Linked DNA regions of Triticum aestivum: region 1 is linked to region 2. Evidence: chromatin contacts called from public Hi-C data. All regions are on one chromosome and are shown on one strand. The core of a region is the stretch at or near the end of the contact, and the rest is flanking DNA. Distances in the headings are between cores, read along the strand shown. Region 1 holds the start of LOC123068675 (C-type lectin receptor-like tyrosine-protein kinase At1g52310). Region 2 holds the start of LOC123068671.

What was found. A called contact is a pair of places that touch in the nucleus more often than the background predicts.
Region 1: a Hi-C map of leaf shows a contact between it and region 2, with 4 times the contacts expected there. The contact joins the promoter of LOC123068675 here to the promoter of LOC123068671 in region 2. A contact is called at or near these places in 2 of 5 Hi-C or Micro-C datasets (both in leaf).

Annotation. Positions count from the first base shown.
Region 1 is chr3B:73,932,796-73,935,495 of IWGSC CS RefSeq v2.1, forward strand. LOC123068675 (C-type lectin receptor-like tyrosine-protein kinase At1g52310) reads left to right here and starts at 1,419. Exons shown (of 4, transcript XM_044491287.1): 1 at 1,419-1,675; 2 at 2,387-2,700. The coding sequence starts at 1,450.
Region 2 is chr3B:73,712,138-73,714,837 of IWGSC CS RefSeq v2.1, forward strand. LOC123068671 reads right to left here and starts at 1,292. Exons shown (of 16, transcript XR_006431950.1): 1 at 1-1,292.

The DNA.
Region 1 (2,700 bases), core at 169-2,668, 220 kb after region 2:
CCTTTGTTCCAAATCTATTTTGGCCTAGTAAGGTATAATTTCTTTTTCCTTTTATCTTTATCTAGAGAATTCATAAATCCATAGAATATTCATTTGAAATCTAAATTTGATGATTCAAATTCCCATATGCTTCTAAATTCATGGCAAATTTTAATAGAGTAGTTATATCATTTTTCTATGGGGCTTTCCTGGGCTGTACGTGATAAAACCCGTATTCTTCATATTAAATCCATCTTTAAAAATTCATAAAATATTTTCCATGTCTATAAACCCAGATTTTTTCCCAATATTCTTCTCTAGACCATACCTATTTGACAGAAGTGGTTTCATGGTTTTCTGAGCACTTTATGTTTCATGTTTTTATTGTGTGGTTTATTTGCTATTGATTTTACTTTCGACTACTAGAACGTGATCCGAAACAAAACTTACAAAGAGGGATCAGAGAAGTTTGAAGACCTTGCTGAGCCAGACAAGCATCCGCTTTGACCATGTCAACCCCTATACTTAGATTATACTTTACAAAATTATTTTATACGCATAAAATGCTATCTTTGGTATAGATTGCCGTGTAGTTTAGCAAGTAGCTAAGACCCAAATCCTTTGATAAGATGATACCCCTTTTATTGATAATGCCCACCTTTGTCATATCAGTCATCTCGTAATGTGACAATCCATTTATTTTCCACAAGATAAAAAAGGTAAATATATACCATTAATGGATATTTGAAATTTATATTTCATACAAGCATGGCATAGCTCATAGTGATTGGATGATTTTGCAATATCAATACAATGTGATATTCTGGAGTCTATTTCGGATCTAGGGAGCATATGCTCCTGGATGAACAATAAATTCTAAATAAATAGTAAGTTTTTTAAAAAAAAACTGTTTTTTTAGATTCCATGTTCTTTAGTTGTGTAGATTTTTATGTTAGTGTAACAAGCATGTTTGTGCTTGAATTTTTTTTTTGTAACGGAATACCAGTGCTTCGTCAGTGAAACAAACAAAATTAAGAGTACCATTTCGTGTTCGACTTGTTTCTTTTAACAGGTCAAAATGCTTAAGTCTTTCCCTAAATGTTTGCGAGCAACATTTACATGGAAAGAGACATCCGGTCGACTCGACTACGAGCCGCATATGATGACTTTTATCAATCTCAGTATGATAGGGCGGCTCAATCTCTTGGAGGCGTTCACAGAGTTAGAGTGTGCATGTATGTGTTCAGAGTGATGAGTGTAAGTATTATATTAAAAAATATATGGCCATTAACACATATAATTTTTTTTCAGACATTTGACATCTTGTAGAAAAATATTTTTGATGCGCGGGAGCGTGTGCTTCCGAGCCGGTGAAAAAAATTATCTCAAAAGAAAAACTGTGGAGTAAAAAGGGTATAGCAACAGCGACTGGAGGCAGGCAGGGGCCAGGTGAGGTGGGCAGTGGAATTAATGGCGAGTAGTCAAGACGGTGGGCCCACCCGTTCCCTTCTTCCTCTCCTCCTTTCCCATCCATCCCAGTGCGAACTCCCAGTGAGAACAAAGCAGAAAGAAACGCCGCCCCTCGGAGGACGGGAGACCGACCACCGGAGCAAGGGGGCGGCCATGGCCATGCCCCTCGCCCTCGTCCTCGCCGCGTTGCTCCTCTCCGCCGCCGCGCCCGCGCTGGCTCACACCCGTGAGTATACTGCCACCGTCTTCTCTTTCACCCCCTTCACTCTAGATAGATCCATGACCTCTTCCCTAGGAGTGTGTTCCTGCCTTGCTTGTTCCTCGCGAGAGCCGAGCGCCTGACCAGCTCGGAGTCGAGCTATTTTTCCTCACTCTCGTCTGCAAGGTCTGATTGATAATAATTTTGTCATATGTATCTTTTCTTTGCAAAGGGCGCACACAAATCAGAAGATAAATACTTAAATAAATTTGTCTCCCGGCTTCGCCAAAACATGTGATTTTGCTTCACCAAGGCCGGCACAAAAACAGCAAATCTGCGGCACCTCGTTCCCCCTATCTGATATATATACTGGTGGCTGGTGCTGGTGTGCCACAACTATCAAGCGTCAGCGGCTAGATCCGTATAATATAATATTCCCTAATGGTTTACTCTAGTGCTGCATCTGGCACAAAACGTGCGCTCTAGATTATGCTCCTGTCAGAAACCGATCATATGTACTTGAAATGGCTCGACTCTTTCTGGTTGGCAAGCCAGCCACAGCCCATTTTGGGCAGATGAGTTGGCCATACCTTGCAAAGAAAGACAGAAATTGGCAATAGGACATCAGGCATGTATGCATCCACATGTATAACTGTTTTAAGAGGCTCTAGATGCCATTGCCAATCCAATGATATTTCCCATAAGGTTATTAATCTCAATACTTTCTGTTTTCTGCAGCGTCATGCCCTGACGGTTGGCAAATCAGTCCTGACCGGCTAAAATGCTTCATGCACATCTCAAGCTCCCTTTCCTGGGACGGATCCGAAGCTCTCTGCCGCAACTTCAGCGGTCATCTGGCTGCATTATCATCAGTTCAGGAGCTGAATTTCGCAAGGTCTCTCTGTGGAGCTGCCTCCTCCGGGTGCTGGGTTGGAGGGCGTCGCCACAACACCACTGGTAGTGTTGGTGGCTGGAAATGGTCTGATAATTCGTCTTCTTGGAACGAGACCGCCTTTCCCGGTGAGCCGTTGCATCCCAATTGCACCGGTGCT
Region 2 (2,700 bases), core at 42-2,541:
ATCTAGAATGTAGTCTAAGGGGAACTAACTAGCAGCAGCTCATCTAGAACTCCTATGAGTACTTCGATGGAAATAGCAAAACCAGGAAGAAAAGAAGGAACCTTTGTCCAACAGTAGCAGCAGCAGGTGTTCAATTAGTCAAGCAGCAGGTGTTCAATTAGTCAAGCAGCAGGCAAAACAAAGCAAAGCATGATAAAAAAGAAACAAATTGGAAAGAACATAAACAGTATACACCATCAGAACTAGGAAATCACCTAAGATGAGAGCACACACGCCTAAGGCCTAACTAGTACAACAAGAACTCAAGAATTAGCGGACCCTGGAACTTAAGAATTGACAGAGGGCCAACAAGAACTGACAGAGGGCCAAGAATTGAGAGAGTATCACAAGAGAGCATCGCAGGTGACGTAACTGAGGAACCGGTCTGAACTAGCACGATAAACGAACATCGCTCCCCGTCTCCGGCCGTAATCCAATTTCTAAACCAGACCTCGTTCGTTCCTGCAACCGACGCGAACACGGAACCCAGGACCCGGAGTGCCTCTCGGATAACAGAATCGCACGCAGAAAGAAAGAATTGCTAGTTCGCAAATGAGACGGAGACCCCCGACGAGGCGAGACGGACCAAGAACACGCGAGCGCATCGGGACAACGACGAGGACGAGCGAAATCGAACCGGACGCGACTCTACACGGACGACGGCGAAGACGAGCAAAATCGAATAGGACGCGACTCCACACGGACGACGTCAAGGACGAGCAAAATCGAACCGGACGGAGACTCCACACGGACGACGGCGACGAGCAAAATCGAACCGGACGGCGACTCTAAACGGACGAAGGCGACGAGCAAAATCGAACCGAACGCGACCCCAAACGGGCGACAGCGAGGATGAGCAAAATCAGAGCAGGCGCGACTCCAAACTGACGAATAGAGCACGAGCAGAAACAAAATCTTGTGCGGTTCTAAACCTAAACGGGCGGCGAATCGAGGACGAGCGAATCCGAACCAGACGCGAGGAGGCGAGGCGAGAGGCACGACCCGAGGCCCCGGGCGAAGAGGGGAGGAGCAGACCGGCCACGGCCAGAGCGCGGGGAGGGCGCGCGTGGCCGCGGGCGGCCCGCCGGGGAAGAGGCAGCGTCGCCGGCCGGGTCCTTGCCGGAGGCGGCTTCGGCGGACGGCGGAGACCGGAGGGGAATGGAGCTGCTGGTGGTGGGTTGGGGTTGGATCCGGGCCGGGTGGGCAGGACAGGAGGGGGCGGTCGGTCGGTCGGCAACGCGGCGCGGCGCGAAGATATTACCGTTGGGAGCCTCGGATTGGGATCGGGTGCTCGAGGCGGTTTGGGAAATTTCTAGTAGGGTGGTCCAGGCAGGAAAATGCTATTTGCCGCTCGCTATGTCAAACTGTCGGCGTTTCGCATAGGAGAGCGACCGAGCAGCGACGCAACGGGGCCGGCCCGTTTAAACGTTCCAACGTCCCCGGTTTTGGGAACCTTCTAGAGGTTCCCAGCTGGTTTTTTCTGGTTTTGAAAAACTTCTAGAAGGTTCCTTGAATTGGTTTTTTCTTTATTATGTACTAGCACACATGCCCGTGCGTTGCAATGGGAGAAAAAATATCACAACCCCTACCCCTCTGGCGAACACCACCACCACCCCACAAATAGTCCATGGAAGCACCTATGTTTTTGCTCCTTCCCACCTCTAGGAACGGTGGCTGTTCACGTGGCCACGGTGCTTCGAAAGTGATTAACCCAAGGCGACAAGCTTGGACCATCACATTATCTTTGAACCGTGCCAACAAAGTAATGTTTCTACCTTGCTAAAAAAACAAAGCAACATTTATATAACTTCAAAAACCTAAACTTGTGAAGGTAGATGTGAGGACCGCCCTCTGCGAGCTACTCATTGATGCACATCGGTTGCTACAAAATAAAAATTCTCTCAAAGCCAAGATGTGTCAATTCAGTAAAATTCATACAAAAATCTGAATTGTTATAAAATCAGCCAGTAAAATTAAATGCAACAAGAAAACTTTCCTTTGATGTACTCGTTTTTTATCCACCGGGAACCCAGGTCGTCAACCATGTCCATTCATGAGGACGTTTTCTCGGCGTGATTATTCTCTGATTAGAGAACCATGGACCACCAAGCCGCTATGCATGTAAGGCAGCACATCTCGCATGAGTCACGAGCCAGTTTTGACCAACGCAGATAAATGCATGCCGTGCATGTATCCCTCTCCTTCCTTTATTGGCCACTCTTTCTTATTACTAAACTCACAGTCATATATAAATTGGTAAATTTTACTCTAAAGGAGCGAGGTGGGACTATTTAATACTAAGCGAAGCCACCATATATATCATAAGATGGATCTAGCTTAGTTGGTTACAATACAACTGTGGTTAAGTTCGGAGACGTCAAAGGTTCGAATCCCTGCCGCGACATTATTTTTTTGCTATATTATGTAGCCCGAGCAGGCCCAACAACTGCACAAGCCCAGAAGCAATGGAGAGGAGGCGGCCCATACCAGCAAACACATACGGGAAGAGACCTATATGAGCAATGGATTAATACCACCTTGACAACCATCGAAGCTTGAGACTGTACGGAGCTGCGGACGCATTGTTATAAAAAAACATAGCATAGGACCACCTAAACGGGACGAAACCAAGAATATCACCTTGCTTTATTAGTAAAAAAT